2 separate regions of the Sus scrofa genome follow, and region 1 is linked to region 2. Evidence: chromatin contacts called from public HiChIP or PLAC-seq data. All regions are on one chromosome and are shown on one strand. The core of a region is the stretch at or near the end of the contact, and the rest is flanking DNA. Distances in the headings are between cores, read along the strand shown.

Evidence for each region. HiChIP or PLAC-seq counts read pairs in DNA pulled down with a chosen protein or histone mark.
Region 1: a contact with region 2 is called in an H3K27ac HiChIP or PLAC-seq map of alveolar macrophages. The contact joins two enhancer-like sites. A contact is called at or near these places in 2 of 47 Hi-C or Micro-C datasets (embryonic fibroblasts and liver) and 2 of 2 datasets of contacts at active chromatin or transcription factors (alveolar macrophages and skeletal muscle).

The regions. Positions count from the first base shown.
Region 1 is chr2:47,339,853-47,347,146 of Sscrofa11.1, forward strand. No RefSeq gene overlaps it. Among named protein-coding and RNA genes, the nearest start is that of MICAL2, 41 kb to the left of the region's middle. Within about 2 kb of position 5,494, at least 7 of the 83 cell types and tissues checked have an H3K27ac peak or open chromatin away from gene starts, as enhancers often do. A contact at or near this core is called in alveolar macrophages, where this site is marked.
Region 2 is chr2:47,275,976-47,282,267 of Sscrofa11.1, forward strand. The region is part of intron 1 of MICAL2 (F-actin-methionine sulfoxide oxidase MICAL2); the gene reads right to left. Among named protein-coding and RNA genes, the nearest start is that of MICAL2, 23 kb to the right of the region's middle. Within about 2 kb of position 3,781, at least 9 of the 83 cell types and tissues checked have an H3K27ac peak or open chromatin away from gene starts, as enhancers often do. A contact at or near this core is called in alveolar macrophages, where this site is marked.

The DNA.
Region 1 (7,294 bases), core at 4,244-6,743, 66 kb after region 2:
AGCCAATGTACACAATCATTGACAGGAAGGCTGGGGAGGGCTGGGACCCCAGAGCGGTCTGTTCTAGGCAGTGGTCAGTATCTTACCTGTGACTCCTTATGGAAGATTGAGTCTGTGGCTCATCAGGTTGGGTGGACAGTGAGTCCTGAGGAGCCCCTGTTGCTTCTGGCACCAAAAGAAGTAGAAAGTTCTGGAAGGCCAGCCAACAAGCAGGCAAGACAAGTGTGAGATATATCCCCACTGGGGATCCCAGGACTGCAAGAGAAGGCAGCTTCTCCCCAACTCGCCTGGGCAACCCACAGCAAGAAGAACCCACGAAGGGAAGAAGGATGTTTCCATTGATGGAGCTCATTCTATGCCAAGCTCTATGCTCTGCCTTTTACATGAAGTTCAATGGACCAACAATCCTGTGTAGTAGGTACTTTTAATCTCCAATTTAGAGATAGGGGATGGAGTCTTAGCAAGATTGGAAAGTCAGCCCCAAGAGCACATGGCCGATCGCAGCAGAGCTGGCCCTGAAGGGCAGCTGCCTGAGCCAAGTCCATGAGCTCAGACACCTGTTGAGGGGGTAAGGCTCTGGCTACACACACACACACACCCACCACACACACCACCACACACACACACACACACACACGCCACCCCTGCGGGATCCCTTTCCTCTGACTGAAATAGACCTGGAGAGGGAGGCACTGGGACTTTCAGCACCACAATTAAAGCTATAAATGCTAGCAGGGTGCAAAACCACTGACCTTGGCCAGCGCTGAGACAGGGAGCTGTAAAGCCAGGGTACACGGCGTGCGCTGGTGGCGCTCACTCCAGGTACCAGGGAGGTGGACACAATGTGCTCCCATCTTCATCACCTTCCAGGCCTCAGATTTCACAGGTCCAATGACACAGACCTTCCGGAACAGCGCAAGGGCCCTCAGAACACTCTGAACTGCTCATTGTTTACACAACAGCGGCTGCTATGAGCTTCTCAGGGTTTATCACTGTGTAACCTCCCACATTCGATGTGGGGAGAATGGGGCACCAAGACATTTATGCCTAAACCAGGATTCAGACACTAGTGAGAGCTGAAAAACTGGTGGGCCACGATCCCCAAGCCTGTCCCCTAAATATCCATTGCATGGATGGTGGGCTCCAATTAAAAGTAGCACATAGGCGGCAGAGTTCTTGTTATGGCACGGCAGAAATGAATCCAACTGGTATCCATGAGGATGCAAGTTCGATCCCTGGCCTCGATCAGTGGGTTAAGTATCTGGCATTGCCATCAGCTGTGGTGTAGGTCGCAGACACGGCTCGGATCCTGCATTGCTGTGGCTGTGGCGTAGGCCAACAACTGTAGCTCCGATTCCAGCCTGGGAGTTTCCATATGCCACAGATGTGGCCCTAAGAAGCAAAAAAAAAAAAGAAAAAAAAAAAAAGCAGTACATAGGTGTGATAAACATCTTTCAGGTAAATATTGACTTCGCTTCTGGTGGGGCAGGGGGCCCTGCCATGTGTGGACCAGGTGAGCAGTGGGGATGTCAGAGAATTCACTGGTGGCAGAAACATCCTAATCCACTCCCCAAATCTAGTGTTTCATCTACCAGGGCACCTCACAGAGTCCCCTGGTCATGAGCCCAGAATAGGGCTTCTCTCTTTCATGGAGGGCAGATCCCAATTTCAACAGGCCCTCAACAGCCAATCTCCTAAGGTTTTGTTTCTGTGTATTTGCTGTGTGACAGTCTGAGGTTTTAAGTCACCTTTTCTTTCTAAGGGACATTGAGAGTTGTCCGAGCCCCAGCAGCCCAACCAGGGTTTCACAGATGATGAAACCCATTCTGTTCCTTTTCTCTGATGAAGCTGTTGTCCAAGCCACCAGTCCCCTCAACCCTCCCCTGTAAAATATGTCAAACCAGGATGATTTTCAGAATGATATGGAAGTGTAGAAATTTGCCATGAGACATGACTTGGGGACAGTTTATTAGACTGGAGATGGAATGGGAATGTGTACTTTTTCCCAAAAATGTTGGTATTTTTATTGCAAAAATGTTTTTTTTTTTTTGAAAATTAAATAGCATATATACATATTGGCTTTTCCTGGGCAGTTAGTTTTAGTGTTGAATGTTTTATTTAGAAACTTTTACAAATCCCTAAGAGACGGAAAGTGGGGGCTGCTGGAAGAGGGGAGGATGGAAAAGAAAGTTGCCGTTGGCCCTGAACACGTGCTAACTGAAGGATGGATGGATGTTGGATGAATGAATGAATGAATGAGACCATCGGAGGTCCTATCATGGCGCAGCAGAAACGGATCCGACTAGGAACATGCAGTTGCAGGTTCAATCCCTGGCCTTGCTCAGTGGGTTAAGGATCTGGTGTTGCCATGAGCTGTGGTGTAGGTTGCAGATGCAGCTCGGATCTGGTGTGGTTCTGGCTGTGGCATAGGCCAGCAGCTGTAGCTCCAATTAGACCCCTAGCCTGGGAACCTCCATATGTCACGGATGTGGCCCTAAAAAGACAAAAAGGAAAAGAAAAAAGAAATTATCAATGCACAGTGGATCTAAGGTATCCTTGCTCCTCCCTTCCTTTTTGAGCACCTGCAAAATAGCATCCAGAAATCTTAATACTTTAACATTCACAGGTTCAGGCCTCAGGCCCATCTTGAGGGGCTGAACACCACCAAGGGGCACAGGCCAGAGCAGCAGCTGACGTGGGCCAGGTGGCCCCAGCAGACTCCAGCCCTTCCCTGCCTGGGTTATTAAGCCCAGCCACGTGGTTTCCACGTGGTTTCCTCCTGGGTTCCCAGAGCGACCCACCAAGGAGGCAGAGTTCGGCTCAGTCCTCTTGTGCGCTTGGGTCCTGCCCCTGTGGCTGAAAGAGCCCCTGCGGCCAGTAGGTGGAGGGGCAGTCAGGAGGGATGTACCAGGGGGCCATCAGTGTGAGATGCTGCGCCAAGCTTGGGGGAGCTGAGCAGGTGCAGAGTCCCAGCCAGTTTGCTGACCTTCAGAAACTCACTCACGCAAAACCCTGGGGCACTCTGTTTTCTTTCCCTACTAGGCATTAAAACTGCTGAACTTTGACTTGCAGATTAACGCATGAAAATAATATGAATATTGTACATCAGTTTTCAAATGCAACTTCCCCCCTGTCAAATCTGATTGGTAGCCGCTCCTTAAGGGTCCAAGCCCCCCAGTGCCCTGCCCCTCCACCAAGTAAGCACTATCCTTGATGGAGAGAAAGAGCGGGTCCCCTTCTCTGTCCAGGGGCACCATGCCTTTCACCCTGCCTTCAGTCCCACACCTCTCACTTTGGTCCAGAGAATCTTGGGGGTGGGGGCAAAGTCAGTAGAGCCATTTGCCGCTCCCCCAAATCTGGGGGCCCCTACTTGCAGCTGCTTATAATTGGAAAAATTGAGCAAGGAGCAGAGTTGGAACTGGTTTAAACCATCAATCCTCAGTTACATCGATTGACTCATTTCCTACCTAAAAACTCTGCATGTGAAGAAGAGATCTAAATATTTGTTGGGGGGAGTTCCTGTCATGGCTCAGCGGTAACGAACCTGAGGAGTATCCATGAAGATGCAGGTTTGAACCCTGGCCTCATTCAGTGGGTTCAAGATCTAGCATTGCCATGAGCTTGGTATAGGGTGCAGACGCGGCTCGGAGCTGGTGTGGCTGTGGCTGTGGGGTAGGCCGGCAGCTGCAGCTCCGAATTCAGCCCCTAGCCTGGGAACTTCCAAATGCCATGGGTGCGGCCCTAAAAACATAGATAGATAGATAGATAGATAGATAGATAGATAGATAGATAGATAGATAGATAGATAGATAGATAGATAGATAGAGTGTTGGGGGAAGAGGGTTTCAAAATCGGCAAACTGTCAAGACTTGCTAAGGGTCTCGAAAGAGTTAGCCTAGCTTGTTGAGGGTCTGTGACCCATTAGAGCCCTTTGGAGGAGGATAGCTAGGGTGACACAGGTGATACCTGGAAGAAAGCTGAAAGAAACAGTGACATTCATCCTGGAAAGCATGAAGGGAGCCACTGTTTTCACATCCCTGGATGGCTCCGATGGGGAGGAGGAGTGGACTTATTCAGAAGGGGCCCTGCAAGTGAAGACAGGAAGGAAGGCCACATGGAGATAAAGGCAGCCAGCTGAGGAAGAGCCAATGGCCAAGAGCTTTGCAGGACGGGCTGTGGTGAGTTCCCCACCCCTGGAAGCATCCAAATATTTATTCTTTCATTTATTCTGCCAACATATACGTATGGCAGCCCAGCAATACTTTGAGGGCCAGACAGTTGAGATTCCTTCTGCCAGGGAGCTTTTATTTTAGTGGGGAAGACAAAAAGTTTATTAATTGTACAAAAAATTAAATAGGATCATGGGAGAGTACATTCTGGGTGTCTCCTTTGGAATGGGTCATAGGGTTGAATGCCAAGCAGGAGAACAGACTCTTAGCAAGGAAGGTACCCTGTTAAGGGAGCATCAGGTAAGGGGACCTTTGAAACTTCTCCATTCTGAATCCACCATCTCACTTACTACTACTGGCCCATGTGTTCCCTAACCACTACCGGGAGATCCTCCCCAGAAGGCGGATATGGCTGGAGGAAGAACCTTGACCTGAGCCCCCCATAGGTGTGTAACTGGGTCCGGGGGGTCCCAGGCACAGTGAGGAGGTGGCTTCCCCTGTTTCCACCTGCCACCTCCTTGCCTTCTGCCTGCCCCACAGGCTTGATTGCATAACTACTGGGCTTGGTTTTACAGCCTAGCACAGCATGGAGCTTGTAAATCTTCTCTCACATCATGAAATGCCAGCAATTTCACAGCCAGGGATTCCTGTTCTCCTAAAGTCCCCACACCAGCAGACTTGCATCTAAAAGTGTCCTCTGCACTGACAGATTGATGTCAGAGCTGCACTGGGGCCAAACACGGAGGCTGAGCACCCCTACCACCCTCACAGCTCCCCCAAAGCCCCCAGAACTGAAGGTCGTGATTGCCAGGTGCAATTGCTGGGGAGCACCCCTCAGGCGTGGCTCCCAGAGAGCAGAGGGACAGACATGGCAGCCCCACACGGGGAGCCGAGGCACATTTGTATTCAAGCCTGTTTGAGGGGGAAAACACACTTCTAAGCAATATGCACAGTTGTGTGTCACATCCACTTCACATACACATATATCGACACCCCAGCCCCCATATATAAACATCCACTTTTATTTATATTTGCCAGTGACTCTCAACCCTGGCTCCATCAGAGTGACCAATGGAGTTTTTGAAAGATAGGTTTATAGAGGGGAGAGGTCCCCACCCATGGAGATGCTGACCCAGTAGAATCTAGAATCTGGAAAGGAGCCCCTCTACATGTTCCACAGGTCAAGATTCACGGCTTAATTCATAAGTAAAACAGAAACCAAATGTGGACATTGTCATAGCCTTCTAAGATGGTTCCTAATGACCCCACCTCCTAGGACTCATGCACTTGTGTCATCTCTCCGCTTTGAGAGTGATTCAGCTCTATGAATAGAACAAGGAGCCAAAGATGGACTGTCACTTCTAAGACCAGGTCACAAATGGACTGTCTTCTGTATGGATGCCCTCCCTCCTTCGCCTCCTTTCTGGGAAGCTGGCTGCCATGCTGCGAGTTTCCCTACAGGGAGACTCCTGTGGCAAAGAGTTGATGTCCCCAACCAGCAGCTATTGAGGACCTGAGAGCTGCCAATAGCCACATGAGTGAGCCTGGAATCACATGCTCTCCGCATCAGCCTTGAGACGACAGCTGTCCCACTGACACCTTGATGGAAACCTTGTGAGGGATCCCCAAAGCAAGACACCCAGGAAATTTCTCCTAGGTTTCTGATCCACAGAAACTTTGAGATTATAAATGTGTGTTTTAAGTTACTAAGTTTGGGGGATATTTGTTAAGCAGCTATAGATAACCAATACACCCATATGGAACAAAACATTCATGGTGGCTTCTCTCCAACAATGGGATCATAAGCGATCTGAGTTTTCTTCCTTTTGCTCATCTATATTTTCTAATTTTTTTTTTGTCTTTTTGCCATTTCTTGGGCCGCTCCTGTGGCATATGGGAGGTTCCCAGGCTAGGGGTCTAATTGGAGCTGTAGCCGCCAGCCTACACCAGAGCCACAGCAACGCGGGATCCGAGCCAAGTCTGCGACCTACACCACAGCTCACGGCAACGCCGGATCCTTAACCCACTGAGCAAGGCCAGGGACCGAACCCTCAACCTCATGGTTCCTAGTCAGATTCGTTAACCACTGCGCCATGACGGGAACTCCCTATATTTTCTAATTTTTAAACTATTGCCATGGATTATATTCAAAATGAAAAAACAAACAAAAATCGTTTTTGAATAATGTTCAAAAAAACTTCTAGAGGGAAACATAGGAGAAAATCTCTGTGATCTTGTGTTAAACAAGTCACACACAAAAAAAGATGATCCAAAAAAGATAAAATGGATTATATCAAAATTAAAAACTTTTGCTCTCCAACAAACATCATTAAAAAATATGAAAGACGAGAGCCAGACTGGGAGAAATGATTTGTAAATCATATATCTGAGGAAGGACTTGTTTCCAGACTATATAAAGAACCATAAGAAGACAAATAACTCAATTTAAAAATGAGCAAAAGATTTGAATAGACATCTCTCCAGAGTAAGCATGTGAAAAAATGTTCAGCATCATTATTCATTAAGAAAATTTGGATTCAAACCACAAAGAGATACTGATGCAGACCTACTGGAATGGCTATAGTCAAAATGACAAGGGTGGGTAAGGATGTGAAAAGTGTAACCTTGATACATTGCCAGTGGGAATATAAAATGGTACAGTCACTGCAAACAGTTTGGTGGTTTCTTAAAAAGTTAAATATAAACTTACCATATGACTCATTCTTAGGTATCCACCTAAGAGAAATAGGTAACACATGTCCACACAGAGACTTGAAGGTAAATATTCATAGCAGTATTATTCTTAATAGGCAAAAATTGGAAATAATCCAAAATGTGGTATATGCATACAATGAGACATTACTCAGCAATAAAAAGGATCAAAGTCCTGGAGTTACCATTGTGGCTCAGCAAGTTAAGAACCCAACATTGTATCTGTGAGGATGCAGGTTTGATCCCTGGCCTCACGCAGTGGGTTAAGGATCCAGCATTGCTTCAAGCTGTGGTGTAGGTTGCAGATGTGGCTCAGATTCAGTGTTGTTGTTGCTGTGGTGTATGTGGGTGGCTGCAGCTCTGATTTGACCCCTAACCTGGGAACTTCCATATGCTGCAGGTTCTGTCCTAAA
Region 2 (6,292 bases), core at 2,531-5,030:
AGTTCAGATGAGGAAACTGAGACTCAAAGAAATCGAAGCATATTTCATAAGAATCAGAGCTAGAACACACACCCAGGCCAGTCAGACTCCAAAGTCCTAGTCTCTGCTCTGCTGCCTGGTGTCTGACAGGTGCTCAAAACACATTACATAACATGTAAATGCTAAACTGGGGGCTGCTGGCTCTCCACCCAGGAGGCATACAGAGAAGAGAGGGGGTGTTGGGCGGAGAGAGTTTAGGAAGCCTTTCTGAAGTAGGCAGGGCTGAATCTCAGCCTTGGAGCTTGAGGACGGAGAAAGGTCAGGAAGAAAAGGAAAGCCGTGAAGACTGGAAAAAACACAGCAAAGAGCTGGAGGTTGAGATGACCCAGGTAGGCAGGCAGAGGATGGTAGCAGAGACTGGCCAGGCTGGAGGAAGAGAGAAAGGGGCACTGGTCTGAATGAGAGATGGCTGCCTGAGCCATTATCTTGGTGGCTGTTCTATCTGGGATCTTCCTCACCCACACCCTAGAGATGCTCCTGTGACCACTCCTTTGCTCCCACAATAATCCTGGAGGGCGGGACTTCCTGTTGTGGCACAGTGGAAACAAATCCGACTAGTATCTATGAGGATACAGGTTCGATCCCTGGCCTTGCTCAGTGGGTCGGGGATCCAGGGGTGCCATGAGCTGTGGTGTAGGTCACAGACATGACTCAGATCTCGTGTTGCTGTGGCTGTGGTGTAGGCTGGCAGCTTTGGCTTTGATTTGACCCCTGACCTGGGAACTTCCAGATGTCATGAGCATAGCCCTAAAAAAGCAAAAAAAAAAAAAAAAAAAAAAAAAAAAAAAAAAAAAATCCTAGAGGGCAAGAAGCACAACTAAGAAAGGCCCAATAAGAACTTCTCTCCCCACATTAGGCTTAGAACCCAGCTCCACAAGCAGGTATTTTTGCCAGCTCCCAGCCTGTGCTGCTGTGCTGACCTGTCAGGGCCAGATTCTAGCCTGAGCTCCAGGACACAGGGAATCTGAATGCTGCCATGTGCCCACAAGCATCGCCACCCTGGTGTTCAAGGTTCCCAGGAGGGAGAAGAGGGCATAGGTGAAAAGCACATAAGCACATAAGCTCCTCTTGGCAGAATCCCTATCTTATTGGACTTCATATTCCTGGGACATGGTGGGTACTTTCTCAATAATCTGAATTAAATGGAAGACTTCCACTTCAGGAACAGCCCTAGAGTTTGATAAATCGGGATTACGGTCCATCCTGGGGCCCCGGGTTTAGTCCCACCTTCGCCAGAAGGACCACTGGCCTGGTTGGCTCCTGGAAAGGCAGGCGGTGTCCCCTCCCCAAACAGCCTCTGCTTCGGCCCCCAGCATCCTTCTGCATCCTGGACGTGGCTCTGAGCTGCACCCCGCACCTCACGCCTGCTCCTCTCCCCGTGAAGCCACCATGCCGGCCTCCTCCACCTCCAGGTGCAGTTCCCTACCCCGCCTCCAGCACATCTGCGCTCAGGAACTGCTCCAAATGCCGAAAGCTACCATGCCCTCCCACTGTCTCAGTGCACCCCCAAGCCCAGCCCAGGCCTCCGAAATGAAGCAGAATTTAAGCAATTCTGATTGTTGGCTCAGCTCAAGCCCACCATCATGTGCTTTTTTGGAAGTAACAGGACCTGGAGGAGAGAGGATAAAAGCAGAACTGCAGACAGGTCTACTAGTTACATGGTCTCCTCCCCCACCCCTTCCTGAGGAGACGGGCAAAGGGGAAACGATGCAGGGGCTTTGAGGGGATGGTCACTCTGAACCTCCACACCAAGGCTGCCTGCAACAGGCAGGGGCCCCTGTGTGGTTACCTTCCCCCCTTGGAGTCAGTGGGCAACTTACTTAACTCTGATCTGAGGAGCCCCAGTCCCCTTATCTATAAAATGGAGATAATAGGAGTTTCCATCGTGGCTCAGTGGTTAACGAACCTGGCTAACATCCATGAGGACACAGGTTTGATCCTTGGCTCGTTCAGTGAGTTAAGGATCTGGCATTTCTGTGAGCTGTGGTGTAGGTCCCAGACAAGGCTTGGATCCCATGTTGCTGTGGCTGTAGTGTGGGCCGGTGGCTACAGCTCCGATTGGACCCCTAGCCTGGGAACCTCCATATGCCATGGGTGCAGCCCTAAAAACACAAAAATCAATCAATCAATAAAAATTTTAAAAATAAAATGGAGATAATAACCAATGACCACAGAGGATGATTTTGAAGACTGAGTGAAAGGTGAATTTGAACACGCTTGGCAAACCAGTCAGCACCATTAGAAACATCAGACATTTCCCACAGTCCTAGGAGGCTCAGCTTCAGGTCTGACTATTCAGCTGCAATAGAAATGGGACACTGGGAACCCATGCCATTTGGCAAACCTTCTGGGACAAGACACACGTCTCCAGGGATTTCAAAAACATATTAAGACCTACTTCCTAGTCTCTTGCCCTCACTCTCTGGTGAGGGGAAAGCTACATCCATATTTGCACAACAAGGCAAAACAAGAATGTGTTACTGGACGGATCACGCAAAGAGGATGGGACATTTTATTCTGGCCTCAGAGGTCAGGGGAAGCTTTTATAATAATGTGATAATAAGTATTAGCATAATATTAAGTCTTCATGAGTGCTTGCTATGGGCCAGGAAGTATTTACACGGCCTATCTCACTTAATTCTCATAAAAACCCTAGGAATGGGTTCAGAGATGACAAAAGTGAGACACAAAGAAATCCACTCCTCTCTTGGCGTCACACAGCTAGAAAATGGTGGAACTGGGATTTGCACCTGTTAGGCTCTTGCTCCCTAGTCGTGCCCCCCTTCTAGGCAGGAAGTGTCAAAGTAATGCACTTTTAATTTTTATTTTTTGTCTTTTGGGGCTGCACCCGTGGCATATGGAAGCTCCTAGGCTAGGGGTTGAATCGAAGCTGTAGCTGCCAACCTATGCCACAGCCATAGCAATGCCAGATCACAGCCCTGTCTGTAACCTACAACACAGCTCACGGCAACGCCGGATCCTTAACCCACTGAGTGAGGCCAGGAATTGAACCTGCATCCTCATGGATCCTAGTCAGGTTCGTTCACCACTGAGCCACAACGGGAACTCCTACCTCAATTCTATATTGTCTCTCTTTCCCCTTCCTAGAATAGAAGTCCCATATGTCAAGGAAGTTTACCCTAATTTTTTCCCCTGCTGCCACTGCAGCATTCTAGAACAGTTGTTGGAGCAGAGTAAGAACTCATAAATACCCACTGAAAGAATGAATCAATATACATTTTAAAGGCCTAAGAAAGTGTCCAAACAGAACAATGGTGGGAGTATGGCTAGCGTGCTTCTGATTTCCTCTCGGCTCCTCGGGACATTTCTGGAGGACAGGCTAGAGATGCCTTGATGAAAATGTCTAGGGGCCAAAGCCTTCCTCGGATTTACAAGAGTTCTCTATGAGACCCTGGACCCTCATCCTTCCATCCCTGTTCTGAAGCTTTACACACACACACACACACACAATCTATCATATTGAAGGCAGTCTGCATCTGCCCTAATCTCATCTCCCCTCTCTCACCTCCCTCTACTCACCTTCAAATCAGGCCATTTCCCAATTCTCCCGGCCATGACACCACTAGAGATACTCTCATCTTCCTCCCACTTGTCCATCTGCACTTCACCTACTCTTTTGAGATACAGATCTAAGAGAGCCGCCCCTGCCGCCTCCTCCTCCAGGAAGCTTTCCAGGCCCTCTCCAGACTTGAGAAAACACTGCTCACACCCACTGCTCTTTCCACCAGTCACATGAAAATTAGTCATGAACTACTTTGTGACTTGCCGTCTATGACTGAGCTGAACTGTTACCAAAATCTCCTCTTACTTAATCTTTTCAATCAAGTGTGTCTTGTTTTCCTAAGAATACAGTGAAAGCTTTGGGAAGAGAGGTTGGGCCTCAACTATATTGTCATTCCTATGGCACATGGCTTGAGGCACACAGTAGATGCTTCTTAGTTAGCTGCCCAACATAAGCAAGTCACCTACCCCATCAGGTCACTTCCTCAATTACAAAGTACCTGGACTGGCTTCTCCAAATGTCCTGATTTTTTTCCTCACGTTCTGCTCTGACCTTGGTTGTCTGCAAACCTAATCATGGACTTGTGTTTTCAAAGGGTGTTTGACCCATTCTAATCATGCTCCTTTGCACTGGGCAAAGGAAAGTACTAGAAAAGAAATGATCGGGAGTTCCCGTCGTGGCTCGATGGTTAATGAACCGACTAGGATCCATGAAGACACGGATTCAATCCCTGGCTTCACTCAGTGGATTGAGGATCTGGGCGTTACCGCAAGCTGTGGTGTAGGTCACACACACAGCTCGGATCTCGAGCTGCTGTGACTGTGGTGGAGGCTGGCGGCTACAGCTCCGATTCGACCCCTGGCTTGGGAACCTCCATATGCTGCGGGTGTGGCCCTAAAAAGACAAAAAAAGAAAAGAAATGATCTATAAAGTCCCACAGGTCTGAAAAAAGAAAAGACAAAGTTGTTCCAGGAAAACTCAGACACTCAGAGCGTTTCAATTTCCCGAAATAGGGGAGTTCAAAAGAAAGAGGTGGGGGGGGGGGACCCATGGTGTAAGATTGAGGTGATTCACCACAGAAAACCAACACTTGAGGCCCAGGTGCGCCTGCTGAGCACCAGCTCTAAGTAAACTGAGATTAGAAAGGCAGCAAATCTCAAGTTACTTCTGAGCTAGGAGACTTGAGAGTCAGGGAGGTGGGAGGAAGCCCTGTGGGCTACAGACCCTTTATGTGCTGGCCCACGCCAGCTCCAGGGGAGGGTTTCCAGGTGTCCCCACTGCCATGTAAATGGGCTTGGGTCATCCCACCTCATACCTGAGGAACTGGGCCCACCTGGCCGGAGAAGGCAGAGTACCGAATCAACCAGATGAGTCATCCTCTTTCCACGACTCGCAATCAGGACTCCCAGATTATCCACGCTTTTTAAATTTTAAATAGGAAAAGCATTCACTGGGTTCGGATATCAAAAAGCACAGACATATCCAAGAAACAAGCCCCTCCTACTCCTGGACCATCAACCTAGTCTGTTCCTGCTCTGAAACAGGTCGCCACAGTTATTAGCCACTTGTGTCTCATCCCTGATGATGTTTATGTCTATACACACATATATAAATATGTAGTCTTTACATTACAGATAGAAGACAGCACACATTTCCCTGTGCCCAGGTTTTATCTTTAAAGAAAAGGACTTGGATTGGGCAGGGGCAAACAACAATGAGGTAACCGTGTGAAAGGCCCAGGAAACAAAGATAAGGAATTCTTCTGGAGAACACATGTGTGAGGAGAGAAGGCCAAGGGAATGTTCTGGAGAACATGTGTATAAGAAGAGAAGATAGAGGGAATATTCTGAGCAGACAAGGTTAAGGGAATATTCTGAGGAGAGAGGGCAGAAGGAATATTTTGAGGAGAGAAGGCAGAGGGAATATTCTGAGGAGAAAAGGCTGAGGGAATAGTCTGAGCAGAGAAGGCTGAGGGAACATTCTGAGGAGAGAGGGCAGAGGGAATATTTTGAGGAGAAAAGGCAGAGGGAATATTCTGAGCAGAGAAGGTTGAGGGAATATTCTGAGGAGAAAAGGCTGACGGAATGTTCTGAGCAGAGAAGACAGAGGGAATATTCTGAGGAGACAGGGCAGAGGAAATATTCTGAGCAGTGAAGGCTGAGGGAATATTCTGAGGAGAAAAGGCTGAGGGAATATTCTGAGCAGAGAAGGCTGAGGGAATAGTCTGAGCAGAGAAGGATGAGGGAACATTCTGAGGAGAGAGGGCAGAGGGAATATTCTGAGGAGACAGGGCAGAGGGAATATTCTGAGGAGAAAAGGCTGAGGGAATATTCTGAGGAGAGAAGGCTGAGGAATATTCTGAGCAGAGAAGGCAGAGGGAATATTCTGAGGAGAAAAGGCTGAGGGAATATTCTGAGGAGCGAAGGCTGAGGGAATAGTCTGAGCAGAGAAGGATGAGGGAACATTCTGAGGAGAGAGGGCAGAGGGAATATTCTGAGGAGAACGGGCAGAGGGAATATTCTGAGGAGACAGGGCAGAGGGAATATTCTGAGGAGAAAGGCTGAGGGAATATTCTGAGCAGAGAAGACAGAGGGAATATTCTGAGAAGAGAAGGCTGAGGGAATATTCTGAGCAGTGAAGGCTGAGGGAATATTCTGAGGAGAAAAGGCTGAGGGAATATTCTGAGCAGAGAAGGCAGAGGGAACAGTCTGAGCAGAGAAGGCTGAGGGA